Linked DNA regions of Anser cygnoides: regions 2 and 3 are each linked to region 1. Evidence: chromatin contacts called from public Hi-C data. All regions are on one chromosome and are shown on one strand. The core of a region is the stretch at or near the end of the contact, and the rest is flanking DNA. Distances in the headings are between cores, read along the strand shown. Region 1 overlaps MAML3 (mastermind like transcriptional coactivator 3). Region 2 overlaps MAML3 (mastermind like transcriptional coactivator 3). Region 3 overlaps MAML3 (mastermind like transcriptional coactivator 3).

Region 1 (2,667 bases), core at 51-2,550:
TGACCGCTTTTAGCTGTGGTTGGGGGAGAATGGATGTCATGCAGAAGGAGCAAATTGCTGAATGATAAGGAAGAGGCACGTGTAAGATTTGAGACAAAGAGGAAAATACTTTTTTTCCCTCCCCTTTGTCCCCTTTTTGAGGTCACTTGCGTTTGGTGTGCGTAACTGTACACACACACCACCCTGAACTCTGAGGAGGACCCCTCACTCTGGCAGATCCTTAGAAATAATGTGGGCAGAGGTGCTGATGAAGCAGCTAGGTCCCTACAGAAGTTCTGCTTACTGGGTGCTCTACAGCTACGAAAACCTGCCCAGACGTGTCATGCAGACCAGTTGGAAATTCTGCCTCTTTCTTGGCTCCACGAATGGAAGCTCGACTCTTTCTAAATCCGGTCTTACTCCCAGGTGCAGAGCACTCGATCCTGTCCCTGGGCTGTGTTGGAAGGGGTTCGCCGAGACTGCGGGGAGCACGGGGATCCCTGCGGGTTTGGAACCAGGCACGGCCACCACGCAGCAGCAGTGCCCGCTGCAGAGGTGCTCTTGGTAAGGAGCTCTGCTCCTGGACACAAGGGAGCGTTTTCCTGCTGGCAGGGGCTTTCTGCCCGGGCTGCACTCCTGTTTTGGGGACACACAACCCAGGGCTGCTGCCGGTGATGTCAGTGGGGCCTTTCATCATTGTTTGGGAAGAGCTTTGGCCAAAAAAAATGGAAAGGAGCAGAAATATTCCGGGCAGGAGGGTGGTGTTCTGGCTTGATGAAGAACGCCTGGCCTTAAATCTGTTATTAAAACTGGAAACAGGAAGCTTTTGCTGTGCATAGGCAAACTCTTGTACCCAGAAATGGCTGAACGCGCCGCTCTGGAAGTAACACCTCCGTGCTAATCTTCATATTTCCTCCAGCTGCTGCACGGCGCGCGGGTTCGTGTCAGCTGGCGGGGCTTCCTTCGGGGCTTTCTTCCCTTTCCGACCCGGGAGCTAACAGCGTGTGGCGTAACGCCATGCAGGACCGAGCTGCGGCGGTATCGCGGGATGAGTTTGTGCCTGCGCTGTTTCCACGTGTGTGCACAGCAAGCCAGGACACAAGTTCTGCAGTAAGGCTCTTTCGAGGCAGATTCAGCCGGGTTTGGGGCTGCAGCCCCGGTGGCAGCTGAGCACGGAGGCTTGGGGGAGCCCCTGCGGGTGCCACCTCCGGCTCCCGAACCGCCCCCCCCCGGTTCCTTTCCCTTGTAGTAGCTGCAGCAGAGGTTCCATTACTTGGCAGCGCGGCCTCGCTGCTGTCTATAAATGGAAGCAGTTGGCCGGTCTCCCAGTATAACACAAGATAGTCCTGTGCAGCGGTTATGCAATCCCCAGCCTGATGACTTCATCAGGAGCCGGGGGGGGACGGGGGTAGGAAGGATCCTCAGCGGGCAGCCTGCGGGTGGTGCGCGTCCCCCGGGGCCCGTGGCGGGGTGAGGGCAGCGGGGGGAGCGTCGGGGCCACGAGCCCACCAAGTGTGGTGTGAGGAGGGAAAGGGGGGAGATGTGGGAAGACTGTTGGGGTGGGGAGGAAACTTTCAGACCGGGGGACGCGTATGTTGGGAAGGCAAAGCAGCCGAATACTGGAGAGCTGCCTCTCAGCGGGGAGCCCTTCGGGAATTAGCGGCGCGAAGTAGAGATGCGGACAAATTGTATTTTCTTGTTATTACCTCAAAAGGGTCCTTGAAAACCTGACCTTGGCGCGGAAAGGCTGATCCTCATTTCCCAGGCCGCGCTCCATTTTAACCCTTCCGCTGGCTGGGCTGGGTGGCACAGGGCACAAGATGACTTCACGCAGCTGTGGCGCACCTCAGGCCCGCAGCCGGGCAGAAGAGCCCGCCCTGGCCCCGGGACTGCCTCCCACAGCGGGTCCCGCACTGGTGCAGGCCCTTTTCGTCCCATCCCCATCCCCATCCCATGCGGTGGGTGCTTAACGAGCAGCCACCCCCAGGGGACAATTAGCGAGGCCGGCCCCGCTGGCTCCGTGCCGAGCCGAGCCGTGCTGCCCCGGTCCGGCAGCGGCCCCTGGCGGCGGGCCGAGCCGAGCCGAGCCGAGCCGTGCCGGGCGGCAGCACGGGGAGATGCCGGGGAAACGCGGGCTGGGGGAGGAAGATCGGAAAGAGAGGGCTTCCGCAGTGACTCTGGCTTTCTCTGCTCCCTTTTGTTTTCCTTTCCCAGCCCTAAGAGGCAGCGCACCGCCCTGGGAGCGCGAAGAGAAAGCAGGGGGGGGTTAGGAGAAGGTACCTGTGGCATCACAGGTGCTCGTGTCCTTCCTTCCAGTGACAAGCTTTTGGTCCTTAGCTGGGGGGTGGAAATCTTAAATAAACACGTTGTGTGGGTGAATCCTGAGATTCTGGTGCAATATAGGGGGAATTAGGGCTGTTCGCTGTGCCTGCCTACAACCTCAGCTCCTGAACCCGGAGGCCTTCATGGCAGTGTCAGTGTGGGAAAAGGGAAGGAAGTGGAAAGGGAGAGAAATGAGGTTTATTATCCCCATGATGATGGAGGAAAACCCTGGAAAAACATCTCTCGCAAGTTATTTACCCTGAGTGAAAATAAACCTAGTGCCCAATTCTGGTATCTTATTATTAGTAAATTGTCAAGTGCTCTTGCTTTATCCGAGGGGCCTTTGAACTCTGGGTTACGACGTGA
Region 2 (2,667 bases), core at 113-2,612, 150 kb before region 1:
GGCAGATAGGAACTCCCTACGACAGGATTATGGTGGATGATTCATAGAAATCACAGTGGGCAGAAAGAGCGGGCCCAAGTTCATGGCTTTCCTTTCATAGACCAGAGTTGCCCCTGAAGCTGAAAAGTGGGGGCTCTGTTTAGCAGCATCACCACCCACTGTTTCCAAAGATGTTCGGCTTTGCTCAGCGGCCTCCCTATTGCTGTAGCTATAAATAAGTACGTATCTTTGTGTGTGTGATTTGTTCGTGTTTAAGCTTATATTTAAGCCGAAAGGCTATATATAACAGGACTCTATTGAAGAAGACAAAATCCTCATTGTTCTGTTCGTGTTCTATCTCAGTGTAACTTTCATCTTGGTGTGCATGGGTGTGTGTGCACGCAGCCATACATTAACATGAGCAGACAGACACAGGATAAAAAATGATGTGGATATTCTACCCTGTTTCTGTAGTTGGGTGTTGGTGTAATTAGCTTTCATGACGTAAACAGAACCATTTTTGTACGGTTGGAGTAACAGCATGGCAAAGCCCCATCTGTTTGCACCGAGACTACAATATATGTATGTGTATTGCTAACTTTGGTCATTCCAAACTCACTTTAGGAATGTCACTTTCTAGACCTTACAAAGTGCTTCTGAAGCTGGTTTCCTCTAGGCGTTTAGTATGTAACCATATTTTAGCTCCGGCAAGCTTCACAATGCTTTTTTGTTAACTAGACGGTTTCACTATGATCATCGTATAGAGTGGCTGTGCTTTTCTGGGTATGGGAAGGCTGGTCAACTTTATATAGACCAAGGAAAGTAGCTAGCCTTTATGGTGGTGGTTTAAAAAAAATAAAAAGGAAGAGGGAGTTATTGGCATGGTAGCTGGCAAATATTTAGACATTGTGGATCACTTGCCAAAAAAAAGTGTGATTCTGGGTGCCCATCCTTTGCGCAGAAAAGGCTGCTTTGGAAACTTGCCAGGATCTGAGGGGTGTTCCTGACTTGCTGGTAGTGGAGCAGGTTAATGATTTAAGTCTGTAGTATTTGTGGTTGCTTTTGTTGGTTACAAAGAGCCCAACACATGTTTTGGAGTGTAGTTTCCTCATTGCTCTTGCTCTCTGCAGGCTCTTGAGAGAGCAAACGAAACTGGTTAGAAACCGGGCATCTGCCGCTGCCAAATTGTTGGGGAACACCAGCACCCACCCCGCAAAGCGAGGCCGTGTGAACTCTCTGCCACGCTGCATGGTGGTAGCTACCAGGGAGGGATTTTCACATGGCGGATGCTTTTGCCTGCAGACGTGGGGTTAGTTATTAGCACTCGGGGGTCCTGTACCTCAGGGAAATCTGGGGCTTCGCACATTACCTGGCCTCAGCCAAACAGTGAAATGACTATGTGCACGCGCTTAGGAAATACCAGGTACAGCGTTGTCAGATTATACCTCAGTGGGAAAGTTGTGAGTTAATGAGGCTTTACCTCATATTTGCAATGATCTAGGAATGCGCAAACAATTACTTACTGTGGCTCATCTGAGTCCCGGTAATTTGTTATGCTTGTAAACTTGGCTACTTTTGTGAGCTTGCAGACTAGTGAAATCCACAGCCTGCCTTATTCTGTATTTCTTTATTATTATTGTTATTTATTTTAACTGATTTGACATCTGCCTGTTAATCAAATGGATATGTTTTTTTAGGTTGGTGAGAACACTTTACTGTTGGATTAGCTGTTTTCAGAGAAAATTATTATTTTTCTTAGATACTCGCTGAACCTAGGGAAGGAGTCTGTTATTTCTTTTTTCTCTGAAGTCATAGGTAGCAAATGCTTTTTCTACTGGGCATAAATAATAGCTGGTTTCACTACTGCTTGCACAGAGGAGTCCCATTCCATGGGGAGTGTTGGTGTTTCTGGAGTCGAAATGGCAGAGAGAGGAGTCTTAGCCCCTGTATATTTGCACAGCACTGTATTTCCAAGGGTGTTTCTGTCTGTCGTTGCTGTTTGATCATCTTTTTTAAATTAACAAGAACAGAGGGATGGGAGAACAGCATCCAGACCAGAATCCACTGCCACCAGGTGCTCGGTGGCACGAGGCGGAGGAGCAGTGAGGAAGCTGGCTCACGAACGTGCTGCGAGGGATCAGCTGAAGGCGGACGGGCTTTCAGCATGCTGACCAAGTGTCAAGGCTGCAAATGGGATTACAAGCCAGTGACAACTGTGGTGGCTGTTGTTCTGGGGACACCTGTTCCCTCAGTGCTGGATGCAGGCTAGCATCCACGCAGGATGTTGAGCAGTCACCAGATGGCAATGGCTTTCAGTCACTGTGCATTTTTTCTGGATTGGATCCAGCAGTGTATAAGGGATGCTCTTTGCTAGCAAAACAGCACTACAAGGGACATTTAGCCCTCAAAGGAATCCAGATAAAGAGGTTTGTTAATGAACCACAAAACTCCCATGTGGAATGAGTATTGTCACTGAAAGTTAACCAGGTGCCAGGATCTAAAACAACCACTTGGAAACAAATGGTTTCACCGTCCAGTCATTAATGGGAGCTGCTGCATGACGAGGAAGCTGTCCATAAAAGTTAAGACCAAAATGTTGCTAGCGTCCGAGTAACTTAGGATGGGTCAGTATGTTTGTTTCTGGTAGAAAGCTGGATATGGAGAAATGCCATGGGCACCTTGGGTAAA
Region 3 (2,667 bases), core at 72-2,571, 130 kb before region 1:
GTGGGAAAGGAGGGTAAAATACAGCATTTTAAATGGCAGGAAGGTGAAAATGTAAATGTTAGGGGCAGATGTCTGGCCACAAGGATATTGTAGTGTTATCCAGGGGAAACACCTTGGTGCTGAGGCACGACTCGCCTGCCTGCAACTGTGGCACCTTTGTATACCCCTGACGAAGCATGCCTACCTGAAAAAAATGGCTCTGTGGTGTGTTTTTTTAGATTTTATAAAAAATACCCATTAAGGAGAATAGGTGTCCACTCCGCTCCTCCTTTATGGGTGATGTCCAAGTCCCCCTGACAAGACCTTGGCTGTGCAGCAGCGTGGCTGCTTCCATTCTGCTTGCAGAGCTAGTTATTCGGTTCCAGCGTCCACTAAAGCAATCGCCAAAAGCAGTTAAAATAAAACTCATTACGGCGGGCATGGGATACGGTACGTTTTGAATCCCGAGGATGTGCCGTAATCAACTTTGACCAGGTTCCCTTCCCCGTAGCAGCAGATAACAAAATTTACATTTCCACTGTGTATAAGAAACCGAAAAGATGAATCCCTGCAGAATCGAGTGAGGACCGTTGTTCCCTTTGTCTGCTGAGAAGCAGTTGTTAGTTATTTGTGAGAGAAATCCACAAGTCCTCTCCAAAGGCGAAATCTTCTGTATTTCTTGGAGATGGAAATAAGCATTCTGTGACTGACAAACAGCTGAGTTTTCTACAAACACCGATTTATTTTTTCCTCCTTTGTTTTACAGCTTGGTTCTTCTAAGCACTGTGAAAATACCTTTGTCCCCCTTTCCCTGTTCCTGGGATGCATTATTCTTCCCAGAGGCCGGGCTGGTGTTTGTAGAAAGCCACTTCTGTGGGCAGATCTTGCCTGTTGAAGTAGGGCTTTGGCTGAGATAGCCCAGGCCTCGTTAATACTTAACGTGGAGTAAACACGGCAGGTCGTACCCAGCGCTGTTACGCACGCTCCGCAAAGCTGGCGCCAGCATCTTTAGCTGACAGAGGTCAGGTGAAAACAGGTCTGCTGTCTGGGAGAGGACTATTTTTTTTGCTGTAAAAGAGGCAGAAACCCAAGATTCCCAAACGGTTGAGGGTCGTTTTTTGGCTGAGCAGAGCACGTTGCCTTGCAGAGAGGCTGGATGTACTAAATCCCTGTTAAACTGAGAACCCCAGGTGCAACTGTTCCTTCTGGAGCCCAAACCCAGAGGCATTTGGGAGGGGGAGAAGTAAGGGGTGGCCTGATTAGAGTTGTTTGGAGTCTTGTCTTATTTTTACAGTGCAGTTGGCGTCTGTACGGGCCATCCATTTTCCCAGTGCATGGCATTATTTTCCTTTGTTTTGTTACCTCTTGGATAAGGTTGCTGCACTTTGACATCACTTGCCTCCTGGAAATGTCAGCCCTTTGTTTTCACACTCATGGAGTTTGTGACAGCTGCTTGAAAGAGAACTTTGCAGAATAAACTAAAACAGCTGCAAGAACTTCAAGTATCTCTAGTGAAGCACCTTGAACTGTTTGCTGTGTTATTCAGCTTGGCACGTGGAGAAACATGTCTCTCTGAAGCTGTACGTATCCTGGGTTTCCATTAGCAATCCAGCCTCGCTCAGCAGAACCCACTAAAAATACAAAGCATCTGCTCGCTCCACCATGCCAAACCATCCCGAAAGAACCAAGCACCAGCCCCTCAACCAGAAATTTTGTCCTGGCTATGGGGAAGACCAGTGAGAAAAAGAAGTCCCATCACCAAGCCCCTTACAGAAACCTCTCCTCTATTGTAAACCTCCCCGGTCACGGAGGAGAAGTGCAACACCTGCAGAAATACGAAGGTTACGTTAAGGCGGGACCCCAGCCAGATGGAGTTTATAAACTAGAAAGATCCAGTGACCTGAGGTGAGCTCATGGGACCACAGAGACTTTCCCTGCATGTCCTTTTTGAGCTGCAACACCCGCCGGCATTTCCAGTCTTGAAAGTGCCTGGTGCAGAGCAGGTATCAGCCACGTCACCTTCTCCAGGGCCTCACCTGTGCCCAGGGCTGAGGCCCTGCTCTCTGCTGTCAACTGCTGGCTGCCTGTCCGAGGTGGAAATACTCTTTGTGTAGGTGTGCAGGACCTACTCTTACAGGCGTGCTGCTTTTTCCAACTTGCAGGACTACCAAGGGAGAGGCTGCCTGGCAATAGGTGTGTGCTGGATGCAGCCTCAGTCTAGCAGCGCTGTAGGGTCCTTTGAGATAAAGGATGCCATGCGTGATGATGCTGATTTGTTTGAGTTCTGCCTAAATACAGCTAAAGCAACGCCGTAACCAGGAGGTGGTCTGGGCTGGCTTGCAGGTTTTCAGCAAGCTGCTTTCTGTGTTTTTCGGCATCGTTTAAAAAGCGCTCCCTAGCTCGTGGTTATGAACATAATCTTCCCAATGTGCGTGGAATCTAAATTGGCGCAGAGCAACTTGTCAGAGTCTGCACCCAGTCTGCAGCAGGAGCTCCGGGAGAGATGTGAACTGCCTTTGTTCTTTGCAGTGGGGGTGTTAACTCTGAAGTTTATGATAATGTACTTGCCAGCATTGTTAATTATTCCACTGGAAGGAAGGAGCTGGAGAGCCTGCACAATTTGCTGTCGGGAAGGGTCTTGTTTCGGCGTTCCAGTTTGGCGTCTCAAATAGGTGCCTGGGCGAGCCC

Evidence for each region. A called contact is a pair of places that touch in the nucleus more often than the background predicts.
Region 2: a contact with region 1 is called in a Hi-C map of liver, with 4 times the contacts expected there. The contact joins two enhancer-like sites. A contact is called at or near these places in 2 of 7 Hi-C or Micro-C datasets (both in liver).
Region 3: a contact with region 1 is called in a Hi-C map of liver, with 4 times the contacts expected there. The contact joins two enhancer-like sites. A contact is called at or near these places in 2 of 7 Hi-C or Micro-C datasets (both in liver).

The regions. Positions count from the first base shown.
Region 1 is chr4:40,996,319-40,998,985 of Taihu_goose_T2T_genome, reverse strand. The region is part of intron 2 of MAML3 (mastermind like transcriptional coactivator 3); the gene reads left to right. Among named protein-coding and RNA genes, the nearest start is that of MGST2, 24 kb to the right of the region's middle. Within about 2 kb of position 1,300, at least 3 of the 3 cell types and tissues checked have open chromatin away from gene starts, as enhancers often do. A contact at or near this core is called in liver, where this site is marked.
Region 2 is chr4:41,150,961-41,153,627 of Taihu_goose_T2T_genome, reverse strand. The region is part of intron 1 of MAML3 (mastermind like transcriptional coactivator 3); the gene reads left to right. Among named protein-coding and RNA genes, the nearest start is that of MAML3, 56 kb to the left of the region's middle. Within about 2 kb of position 1,362, at least 2 of the 3 cell types and tissues checked have open chromatin away from gene starts, as enhancers often do. A contact at or near this core is called in liver, where this site is marked.
Region 3 is chr4:41,130,800-41,133,466 of Taihu_goose_T2T_genome, reverse strand. All of the region lies in intron 1 of MAML3 (mastermind like transcriptional coactivator 3), which reads left to right. Among named protein-coding and RNA genes, the nearest start is that of MAML3, 76 kb to the left of the region's middle. Within about 2 kb of position 1,321, at least 2 of the 3 cell types and tissues checked have open chromatin away from gene starts, as enhancers often do. A contact at or near this core is called in liver, where this site is marked.